2 separate regions of the Pan troglodytes genome follow, and region 2 is linked to region 1. A link is a contact called in public HiChIP or PLAC-seq data. All regions are on one chromosome and are shown on one strand. Each heading gives the region's core, a stretch centred on a gene start, on an enhancer-like site or on the middle of the called end of the contact. The rest is flanking DNA. Distances are from core to core; before and after follow the strand shown. Region 1 holds the start of CCDC184 (coiled-coil domain containing 184). Region 2 holds the start of TMEM106C (transmembrane protein 106C).

The links. HiChIP or PLAC-seq counts read pairs in DNA pulled down with a chosen protein or histone mark.
Region 2: a contact with region 1 is called in an H3K4me3 HiChIP or PLAC-seq map of stem cell-derived excitatory neurons, with 2.9 times the contacts expected there. The contact joins the promoter of TMEM106C here to the promoter of CCDC184 in region 1. A contact is called at or near these places in 1 of 7 Hi-C or Micro-C datasets (stem cell-derived neural progenitor cells) and 1 of 1 datasets of contacts at active chromatin or transcription factors (stem cell-derived excitatory neurons).

What each region holds. Positions count from the first base shown.
Region 1 is chr10:47,666,021-47,671,875 of NHGRI_mPanTro3-v2.0_pri, forward strand. CCDC184 (coiled-coil domain containing 184) reads right to left here and starts at 2,947. Exons shown (of 1, transcript XM_001160701.8): 1 at 635-2,947. The coding sequence starts at 2,437. The coding sequence ends at 1,853. It overlaps ASB8 (ankyrin repeat and SOCS box containing 8), which reads left to right and starts at 3,000. Exons shown (of 5, transcript XM_009425511.5): 1 at 3,000-3,930.
Region 2 is chr10:47,887,295-47,893,149 of NHGRI_mPanTro3-v2.0_pri, forward strand. It overlaps TMEM106C (transmembrane protein 106C), which reads right to left and starts at 3,098. Exons shown (of 9, transcript XM_054664324.2): 1 at 2,691-3,098; 2 at 1,752-2,157; 3 at 962-1,176; 4 at 37-100. The coding sequence starts at 1,148.

The DNA.
Region 1 (5,855 bases), core at 1,697-4,196:
CACACACATACACACACACACGCACATATACACACACACACGCACATATACACATGGCACCCTAGCTCATTCTGCTCTCAAATTTTGTTCAGGGGCAGCCTCAAGAAATCTCCATTGCCCAAGGGAGTAGACTAGAGCTGTCAGTCAAGCCCTCTGGGGAACACCTTACCCGGGTTCTCCACTAGAGGCCTGAGGCAGTTATTGTGGTTTCCCTTTGTGATGTGTCACTATTTCCAGAGATCCCAGGCAATCCCTCCAGAACAATACCCCACCCCACTCCCTCCATGGAACAGGTGCAGTATCTGCCATTCCAGGACCCAGATTTGGAAATCATTTCCCAGGGCTTCACTGGGATGCTTCACTAAAAAAGAAGTCTCCTGCACATTTGGAGTTCTGGCTACTAAAAACTCATGTTAGCATGGGAGTCTCAACACTTACCACCTCCTTCCCCAGGGCAGCTTGAGGTCAAGGTCCAGGACAGAAGGGAAAGCAGGGAGAGTTGGCAATGCCTGTCCCAACCAGGGCAGGGACAGTCAACTCCTTGAACTGGAGGCAAGGAGAGAGGAGGGAAGGCATGGCCCCTGCAGTTCCCACTAAGACCCACCCTGATATCCCCTTAGTACCAGTCAGCAAGGAGGGGAGATGACGCCTTTTTATTAAGGTTAACACCAAGGAAAGCATTGAGAAGGAATACACAAAGTAGGGCAAGGGCACACAAAGTCACCACTTGAGGAGGTGGGAGGGCGGCACATCAGTAAAAGAACCTCAGGACAGCCACATGCTCCATGCCCTGGTTGGGGGAAGAGGGAGAGAAAAGCGCCATGATAGCTTGGAGCTCGTAGAAGGGTCTGAAGCCTCTGAACCTAACACCAGAGCCACAAGCCCTGCCCCGGAGGGCTCACACACTACTACACAAGTAGACACACATAACACACACAAGACATTATGAAGGCAACACCGAGAGGCAGTGGGCAAGGACATATTGACAGAAAAAGGAACTGAAGTTAAGCAGGTGTAGCCAGGAGAGACAGTTTTTGGCTGCGGCCCCAAGAGTCCCTCAAATGTCCCCTAAATCTGGGCTGCTGCTGAGCACCCCCGAGTCTCTGCCTGTGAACCGGGCTCTTTGTTCTCTAAGCCCCAGGGAGTGGAAAAGCAATCCCAGATGAAGTCAGTGACAAGGCAGGATCCGCTCTGCATGCAAAATCCTAGAGGTTGAGCTATTATGTCTTCATGCACATTCATAGCCAGCTCCTCCCAGCCCAGGGGCCCTTGGAACCCCATTCACCCAGATTCCTAGGGCTGCAGTTCCCTCCTCAAGCTTCCTTTACCAATCAGCAGCCGCAGAGATCTGTGAGGGGGAGAGGCTTCTGCAGAGCACTGAATATCTTGGATTTCAGCAGAAGGGTAAATTTCCTGTTGCCAGAACAAAATACCCCCAATTCCTTAATTTCCAGGTAAATTGTTAGAGATTATTTGCCATGGTCCTAGGTAAGTCCTTTTTCAGAATAGAAAAAGCAGAATTTTATTTACACAATTCACGGGTTCTCCTGTTGTCTGGGAAGGGGGAAAGGACAGGATAGGGATGGATGGGAGTCCAGAGACGGGCGCTTCCTCTCCCGGAGCCTCACCTTTCCGCAGTTCGCTATAATTCGCTTAGTTGGGCAGAAAGAATTCTCGATGCTCCCAAAGTCCTTCACCCTACAAATCCTTCCTCGAGGGAGTCTCTCTCTGCCTGACCCACAAGAGCAGCTGTCCAAGTGAAGCATGCCGCACCGCGCCGTTCAGTCCCCCTCGCGTCATGCACTCGGAAACCCAAAGACAGCCCGGGAAGGTAGTGCCCCACGGAGTCCCCTCACAGGGAGGCCTCGCCCTCCAGTTGCAGCAGGGTAATGTCGGGCATGTCGAGGGGCTCCACAAGTGGCCCGTCCCCCCCAAGGAGACCAGCACAGGGGCTCTCGGGGCGCTCACAGTGACTGGAGGGTGTGGCGGGGCTGGGCATCTCCTTCTCTTCTTCCTCGTCCTCCTCGTCCTCGGGATCGCGACCCAGCAAGCCGCTGTCCCCGATACCAGGCGAAGGAGTCTCCGGCTCTTGGGGGTCGCTCTGGAAGCTCCCCTTGCCGCCGACCACGCCCAAGCCGCCCTGGCGGGGCGCAGTGGTCATAATCTGGCACATGGAGACGATGGCTCGCTGGTTGGCGCACACGTCGTCCGAGAGCACCTGGATGTGCGAGGCCTGCTCGTCCAGGGCCCCCCTCATGGCCCTCACGTCCTCAAACAGGGCTTGCAGCTGGGCTTTCAGGTGCTCCATCAGTTCCTTCATGCCGCCGTTGTACTCCCCGGAGATCACGTCCCCCACTGCCGGCACGGTGGACACCTCCAGGGGCGCCGGCATGTCGCCGCCGTCCTTGGTCATGATCTCCAGCAGACCGTCCTCCATTGAGTGGCAGAAGCGGGTGGCGGAGGCTCTGGGTCGCGTCCAGCCCGGCCTCCGGGGTGGGGGAGGGGGTGGAGGGGGAGAGGTCCCGGGAGGGGCTAGCGGGAGCCGAGGGAAGCGGAGGCTCCCGAGACTGGCGGGGAGCCGACGTGAGAGACGAGTCCTGGGCAGAGGGCGCGGGCAGGATCGCGGGAGGCCGAGAAGAGGCGGCGGGACGAGGACCCGGCGAGGGTCCCAGAGCCGGCGTCTCTTGGGATCGCCCCGGGACGAAAGTGCCCTGCCCTGCCTCGCCTCCCGGATCGCGCCCCTGTCAGCGCCGCCCTCTGGGCGCCACAAGCAGAGAGCGCCTGCCGGTTCCGTGGGTCACAGACGCGCTCGCGGAGGGGTCCGGGTCCAGGCTGAGGCCAGCGGCGCGTCGGACTCGGGACTCCCTCAGGCCATTACCGGGCAGCGCCCGCGAGTGTGGCAGCAGCAGCAGGGGTGGGTCTTCCGGGGGTGTCGCGGATGCTCCTCTGTTTCCAAGGCGACGCACGGCACGTAAATGACGTGTGTCTCCATGGTAACCAGGAAGTGGCGAAGAAAAAGGGAGGATGGCTGGAAGCTGCAGTGGGGCTCTGGAGTCTGGACTAGCAGGGTGGGGGGAGGAGAGGGGACGCTGCAGTGGCTTCGGCCAAGGCTGGAAAGAGCGTGTGGTTGCAATGTTTAATAGGGAAGTATGAGAGAGCCGTCTGCTGCAGAAACCTCCAAGTCCGGGAGAGATCGTCCCTCCCCTAGCCGGGGTATGAGACCCAGCGAGACTGCCCTGGAAAGATTTTTCCAGCCCGCATTCCTTTCTCAGAGGATGGCGCTAAAGTCGAGTCCTGCCTCCCTGTCCTCCAGCGATGCGCAGGAAAGCGGAGAGGGTAGAGAGGCTGTTGCTAATGATCCCAGAGTTGAGCTGGGGCGCGGTGGCGCTCTGGAGCCGGCCCCACCGGGCCTGACGGTGCAGAGGCAGGAGGAGGGCACTACGGAGGTTTCTGCAGTAAATCAGCCCTCTAGCTATAGAAATCACCGGAGCTGGGGAAGGATGGGACTCCCTCCTTTATGAGACCCTACCGCTCCTACCCAGGTCTCTGGGAGTTTGTCCCGGATGGGGAGGCCAAGTGCTTAAGTTTTGAGAATGAAAGCTCCATAAGGGGAGAGATTTTTGTCTCCCCTGCACCCTCCATCACGGAATCCCCAGCTCCTAAAATAGTGCCTGGCACCTAGTATGTAGATGCTTAATATAGTTATTGAATGAATAACAAAAACCACCAAGTCCCATGCTCTCATCCAGAACTCCCCATGCCAAACGTAGTGGGTTTTAGGAGACCTGAATTCAGTTTCGTTTCTGCCACTTATTCATTCAGCGACCTTGGCCACATCATTTTCCTCATCTGTTAGGGAATTGGACTGGATAATCTATAATACTATTTCTAATTCTGAATAACAGTCTGCATCATCTCACAGGTGAAAAGGTAAACTGTTGACCGTTGTGTGGAGGGTATGGATGGGGGGACTGTGTGTTAGAGTAATTCCCGCTCTCTCTTTCAGTGCCCAAGTTCAGACATACACTGAGTATCCCCAACCTTTGTGACAAGCCCTTTCCCTATTTAAGGGGTGGAGCAGGAAGGGTGGAGGAAGAAGAAAAATTATCTTTAATATATGTAGATGATTGCAGATTGAGAAGGAATCAGCACCTGGGCAGAGCACAATAATTAATAATGACCCTAGGAAATTAGGGAAGCCAAGTGATCGGAAGCCAAAAATGAAGTTCATAAGAATAAATCTGGGAAAGAGAAACAAACTATATCACTTCAACATAGAGAAGAACTAGGTAAAGGTGAGTGTTTTGTAGACTGGCAGTTCAGTGACAGCAAATGTGTTACCTTTGGGTTTCCCTGGTTATGTGCTTGGTGATGAAGAGTGAGGCTGGCCCAGGGAAACTTTTGTGACACTAGAGGACTGCTTGACCTATACCAATCTTACTGCTTTTAAAATAGAAACAAGTGGGGACTATCCTAAATGACCAGCAGCAGAATGTTTAAATAAACTAAGGCAAAATTGCTGATACATAAAATATTATACAGCCATTAGAAATTTGATTTCCCAAAACAAATATATGAACAAATTTTAAAAACACAGTATTGTATTTTCTGAAACTAATGATTCAATTCTATTTGCTTGCTCATTTCTTCCTTCATTCTACAGATTTCCAGCACTCTCAACTTGCTTAGGACTCCTACCTCTGCTCTGTACCCCACACGTGGTAATGACACCTTAGATTACTCCTGAAACTCTGGCTCAAGAGAGGACAGAAATGCTTTTCCTTGGTTTCCATAAGCACAGCTGAAGTGGGCTGGTGTTTACAAAGAGACTTTATTAAAAACTGTAGGAAAACTAGAAATAGAAACAGAACACATGAAAACAGCTGAGCTTACACAGCATAAGTTTCTGATTATACTACAGCAAGCATGTTCTCAGGGCTTATAGGTCCAACCCTGCTTTCATCCTTCCGAGGAGAGCTCTGCTATAGCCAGAAAAGACTGGCATGGCTTTCAGACTTTCTGTCTAGGTCTGTTACTTTACATCTCTTGACAAGCACTTCACATGGAAGATTTCATCTTGCCAATTCACCCTTCAGGTATATCCCTACCTTCTACCTACAAAGAGTGACTCTGTCCCAGTGGGGGACCTCTCATTGTTGAAATCCCATAAGCTTACACTAAGCATAGCCCCCATACAGGAGGAGCTATGGTATGTCATCATACAAGGCCTTTTGCCACTATTCTTGAGGATGTGAAGGCTTTCAGCATAAGATTACATCATGCTATCCAGAGGTGCTGGCCATGAAGTCCACTGAGAGTACAGGGATCTGAGCCCAGAGGGAGGGGAAATTATTGGAGAAGCACAAAAGGCCATGGGAAACATGTGCAGAGATCAAGCAGTTTGGCTGGTCCAGTCAAGTTCCAGGTCAAACATTTGAGAGCCAAGGGTAGGTGGGAACTGGGGGAGTGGACCAGTAGCAGGATTTGAAAATATAGGAAGGTGGCTGGGTGCGGTGGCTCATGCCTGTAATCCCAGCACTGTGGGAGGCTGAGGTGGGCGGATCACTTAAGATCAGTAGTTTGAGATCAGCCTGGTCAACATGGTGAAGCCCTGTCTGTACTAAAAACACAAAAATTAGCTGGGCATGGTGGTGGGCACCTGTAATCCCAGCTACTCCAGAGGCTGAGGCAGGACAGTCGCTCAAACCCAGGAGGCAGAGGTTGCAGTGAGCCAAGATTGTGCCACTGCACTCCAGCCTGGGTGACAGCGCAAGACTTAGTCGAAAGAAAGAAAGAGAGAGAGAGAGAAAAGAAAGAAAGAAAAAGAAAGAAAGAAAGAAAAGAAAGAAGGAAAG
Region 2 (5,855 bases), core at 1,848-4,347, 220 kb after region 1:
AAGTAGGTATTAACAGGTGAGAAGCAGGTAACTCACGTTCGCTGAGGGCGCAATCTCTGATCACTGTGTGGGATCAAAGCCACCAACTCATTTACTTGCTCTAGAAAAGAGCCAAACAATTATTTTGTAAATCCCATGTGTTGGCAGTACTTCCTTCACGTCTCACTTGAGCCTGCCACAACAAATATTCTTCTGGAATGAGACATTTTAAAAAATACTAGTGAAATTCACATGTTGGGTCTAATGAACAAGAAACAAGAGAGTGCCACAAATTATAAAACATCTATCAGTGCTGCCAGGGTAGTGATGTGGAAGTTGAAAAACCTGGGATCCTGTTCTGGCTTTACTACATGGGCTTGGCAGAGTCGTCGAATCTCTCAAGGCCATGGTTTCCTTGCCTTTCATACGGAAGCTTTGGAGTAAATGATTTCGAAGGTCCTAACCAGCTCTAAATTTCTGTGAGTCTCCAGCTAAACTGTTAAAGACTTTCTGAGGGCCAATTTGTTAATAGTAATAGATGATCCTGTACCAAGGCTAAGTATTTGTCTCTCTCTCCCGACCTGATATATTTTTCTGACCTTAGGCTGTTAAGGATTAGCTACCCATTTCCTTGAAAAGCAGCTTCCAAGATGGTTCCCCCGCAAAGCTGTCCCAATCCTTGTGACAGCGATAAAGAAATGTGCCTGTCAACAAATCCCACAACACAGAGCGAACTGAATGTTCCAAACCTCAGGAAAAGAACAAGAGTGGAGGTAAAGAAAAGAAGAAAGGGTTGGAAAAATAAGGAGAGGAAGAGAAGTTGCGGAACTGCCCAAGTGTATTAAGTCAGTTGAGCTGGCTCCTGTCCAGGGCACTGTCTCTATTATGGTATTACTGCCCAGAAGAAAAGTTGTCTGGGCAGACAGGAGAACTCCGAGGGTACCTTGGGATTCTCATCAGGGAATCATCCCTCCATGATCACCTGTTGGAATGTAGCCTGTCCCCTGGCACGTGAGACAGGTGATGCTATCTCTCCCGGTGAATTCCACATATGGGAACTGAGCAATGGCTTCTTCCTGCTCTCGTTCAGCCAGCAAACCGTCCCTGTCATCTTCTTGCTTTCGCCTGCAGGAGGAGGGGCGAGCAGCAGCGGAATGCTGAGACCCCATGGCCGTGATATGCCACTGGTGTCATGTCCTAAGATGAAAAGAGGGAGTGCACGTTAGCGGCCCCAGTGAATCACGACAGAAATCGCTTGTTTCTATAAGAAAATTAAAAACGCAAAAATGACAAGTTGCCGCCCTGAGTGTGGTCCCAACACCTGTACGATTTCTATCGGGACCCTCATTTTGTAGTAGTGCTACCCACTCCCCTCTTACCCGCCACACACAGCCGGCGGGGGTGGGGAGGGGGAACGGGGCCTGCCTTTCACGCACCTGCCTCGATCCTCACCGCCCTGGGACTTGGGGCACCCCCGCTCCCACCTGGTCCAGCCTCGCCCCTTCCTCTTCACTATTTGTAAGCTCTATGCCCCTCCTTGAGCAACAAACAGGCACCAAATTGATAACCGGCCTTAACGATTCCCATTCCTCTCCAACCCCCAGCCCCAGGAGGCGGGCTCAGGTCACGCCCCTTGGCAAAAAGCGATGCTCTGAGCCCACCAAAGTGGCCTAGGCAGGAGCGAACGCCAGCGTCGCAGACCTGCAGGGCACGAACTCCCGGCAGCTCCTCTCCGGCCGCTCTCCCGACCACCTGCCAGCTTGAGGACTTACCAGCCTCTTCGGTCGGCGGAGCGGCACGCATTCAGGGCGCAGGCGCCAAATACCAAGCCCGCTAGGAGAACGCGGGCGCGCGCTCGCGCGTGCGCTCTTCGGGGCTCCGGAGGCCTTCCCAATATCGCAGCTGTCTGGCTCCCTAGGTTCCGGTAGAGGGCGGCAGAGAGCGCCGGGGAGCCGCGACCCTTGCTGTTGGGCCGCGGTAGTCCGCGGAGTCGGGACGATGCTCTGCTGTTCGCTAGATAGGCTGGGAAAGGCTTCAGTCAAGTTTCCAGAGCAAAACACTTCTCTGCTGCGAGAGGAGGATGGTGCTGCCGGCTACCGAAGCCATTCTGAAATATTCTTTATAGTACAGGAGCTGTGTAGTCGCTGAGGGTACACACATGCGGAGCATCCAGAGAAACTGCCTTTGCAAAAATTGTAAGTGAGAAAATTATGACAGTGAAAGAGATCTGACTTACCCAGTTCCGTCTTGCTTCTAACCTCCGAACTGCCCTTGTTCATTCCTGGGTATAGGCCAAACTAACTTTGGGAGGAATTTAGTTTATAGTTGAACTTCGAAGCAAAGATAACAGCCCTTCCCCAAAACAAACCCCCTTCTTGCCTGGGGACCAGACTGCCTTTGTAAGACTAACAAATTAGCCACAAGATTAGAAATTATGGTTTAGGAGTCATCCAGACAGAGGTCACAAGATTCCAAACCTTCCCTATTGCTCCAAGGGATAACGTCACTATTGTAAAATCTAAGATCGGTGCTGGGGATATTTTTCAGACCCTGCATTCTGAGGCACCAGCTGGCAGTACCCAGACCAGTTATCTGGCTCAGCCAGTTCTGCAATCCCACCCAGGAACAGAAAACAGCAAGAAGAACCCACTTAGACCCCCCTATGATTTCATCTCCAACCTGACCAATCAGCACTCCCCACTGCCTGATACCTACCAGCCGAATTATCCTTAAAAAACCCCAGTCTCTGAATTATCGGGGAGACTTATTTGAGTAATAAAACTCTGGTATCTCATTCAGCCGGCTCTGCATGAATTAAAATCTCCACAGCAATTCCCCTGTCTTGATGAATCAGCTCTGGGCAACGGGCAAGGAGAACCCGTCCGGCAATTATATCAGAACCTGTCCTCAGTCCAGGAGGGGAACCAGAGGCTTCATCAGACCCCTCCAATACTGTAGATAAAAGTGCTGCTGGAAGTCTCACAAGTCAGAGGGGCCCAGCCTGGGGGAAACCTTCCATGGGGAGTCCTGCTGGCTTCTCGCAGGAACGGACCCCACAGCTGAGCTTTGCAAGCCAGTTAGGTGCCAAGAGGCACCAAGGAGTAGATTCATTCGGTAGTAGGGCCCCCCTTCCCCAGACCTCCACAAAAAAGGCACGTACGTAAGAGGTTAGAAAGCACTTTTCGTTTGTTTGTTTGTTCGTTTGTTTTGAGATGGAGTCTTGCTCTGTCGACCAGGCTGGAGTACAGTGGCACAGTCTCAGCTCACTGCAACCTCCGCCTCCCGGGTTCAAGCGATTCTCCTGCCTCAGCCTCACAAGTAGCTGGGATTACAGGCGCACACCACCACACCTGGCTAATTTTTGTATTTTTAGTGGAGACCGGGTCTCACCATGTTGACCAGGCTGGCCTCAAACCCCTGACCTCAGGTGATCTGCCCACCTTGGCCTCTCAAAGTGCTGGGATTACAGGCCTGAGCCACTGTGCCCGGCCTAGAGGGTACTTTTTAATGGGTGGGTTTCTTTGTTCATACTGCCAGGTTGAGCTTAGCCTGCAGCAGCAGGAGTTGAGTACAGACATTAACCAGGTGAAATTATTAAAGATGATGCTAGGGGAGAGGAGATATTCTGAAATGGGATGAATAAGGGGCCCACTTGGCAATACAGAGTGAGGCTGAGGCTGGTGACCCCTCAGGTTTCTGCCACCTCTGTATTTTCCTCTTTCTCCTGTGGGGAATGCCAGTGTACCTGCTGTTGTCTAGCCATCTGCCTGACCACTGGCCACAATCAGCCCACTGAGTCTTTAGTAAGAGGCAACAAGGACCCTCTACTTCCCCTCTCACATCTCTGATCCACCTCTTCTCCTTCTTGAAACGTTTTTTTTTTTCATCTGTTGGGTCACAGAAAACGATTCCCCAAAATATGGTGTTTGAGCATACTGAGTGCTTTTGAGAATTAAAAGAAAACAAGTCTCAGAATCAAGGTACCTCTAACCTTGTCTTGTTCCTCCCCTCAACCCCAAGCATAGGGGAAGACTCTCTCTGGAATTTCCTTGTCTCACCAAGAAAGCTTTTTTTTTTTTTTTTTTTTTTTTTTTGAGACAGGGTTTTGCTCTGTCGTCCAGGATCAAGTACAGTGGTGCCATCACAGCTCACTGAAGCCTCAAATTCTGGGGCTCAAGCAGTCCTCTGTGAAACAAAAATAAAGCTAAGTCTTCTCCACCCCCAGCCATCTGCATGGACCCCTCCTCTCAGCCAAGGGCATTCCAAAGTTAACCTGAAAAACTAGTTCAGGCCATGATGGGAAGGGGGAGTCAGACATGCCTCACTACCATTGTGAAAGAAAAATAAATCTCAGGACCCCCAAATCATGAAGTCAAGGGAAAAGTCAAGCTGGAGACTATGTCAGGCAATTCTGCCTCCCATTTTATTTCTAAATAAGGTAGCTACAAAGATCAGAATTACATATCCCCCTCACAATTTGCCCACAAGGAATTTCCTTGTGGACAAAGGACAGACATGACTCAAAGTCGTCTTTCTGAGGCTCACCTGAGACAAATGTGTATTCGATTGCCTCCTCTGCCCTACGGTGTATGTAAAAATGCAGGTGTACTGAGCCAGACTAAATTGTGTATTCAATGGAAGACGGATGTAGGACTCAAAAGAATGCAACCTTTTTTCTCTTATCTACTTCTGACCTGAAAGACCCCCACCTCGGCACCCTTCGAGTTGTCCTGCCTTACTGGACCCAACCAATGTACATCTTACACATAATTATTGATGTCTCATGTCTCCCTAAAATGTTTAAAAGCAAGCTGTACCTGACTACCTTGGGCACATGTCGTTAGGACCTCCTGAGGCTGTGTCACAGGAATGTCCTTAACCTTGTCAAAATAAACTCCTAAATTAATTGAGACTTATCTCTGATACTTTTTTGGATGATACCTCCCACGTCAACCTCCCAAGTAGTTGGGACCATAGGTGTGCACCACCACGCCGAGCTAATTTTTAAATTTTTACTGGCGATGGGGTCTCCCCCTGTTGCCCAGGCTGGTCTCAAACTCCTGGGCTCAAGCAGTCCTCCTGCCTCAGCTTCCCAATGTGCTAGGATTACAGGCATGAGCCACTGTGCCTGGCCAAGAAAACTTCTTACCAAGAGTTTGTATCCCATCCCTGAAATATCATGATCTATGGCAGAGAAGAAGACTGAAGAATGCAATCATGCTTGGATGGAATTTTTCACAAGATAATGCCTGCCTTTCCTGCTCATTCAAATTGCAAAGAGAATCATTTACAAGTTAATGTGTCTGCCTTGTCTATTCATTCTCCCTGATCATTTACTGCCCCTCAAAAGAATTGCTTACATTCCCCATCTTCTCTCTCCCCTGTAAAGAAGGGTTGTATCCATTCTCACACTGCTATAAAGAACTACCTGAGACTGGGTAATTATGAAGAAAAGAGGTTTAATTGAATCACAGTTCCACAGGCTGTACAGGAAGCATGGGTGGGAGGCCTCAGGAAACTTACAATCATGGCAGAAGGTAAATGGAAAGCAAACACATCTTACCATGGCAGAGCAGCAGAGAGTGAAGGGAAAAGTGCCACACACTTTTAAACCATCAGATCTTGTGAGAACTCACTCACTATCACGAGAACAGCCCCCATGATCCAATCACCTCCCATGAGGCCCCTCCTCCAATTCAACATGAGATTTGGGCAGGGGTACAAATCCAAACTGTGTCATTCCACCCCGGCCCTCCCAAGTCTCATGTCTTTCTCACATTGCAAAATACAATTATCCCTTCTCAGCAATCCCCCAAAGTCTTAACTCATCCCAGCATTAACTCAAAAGTCCAAGTCCTAAGTTGTTACAGGAAAGG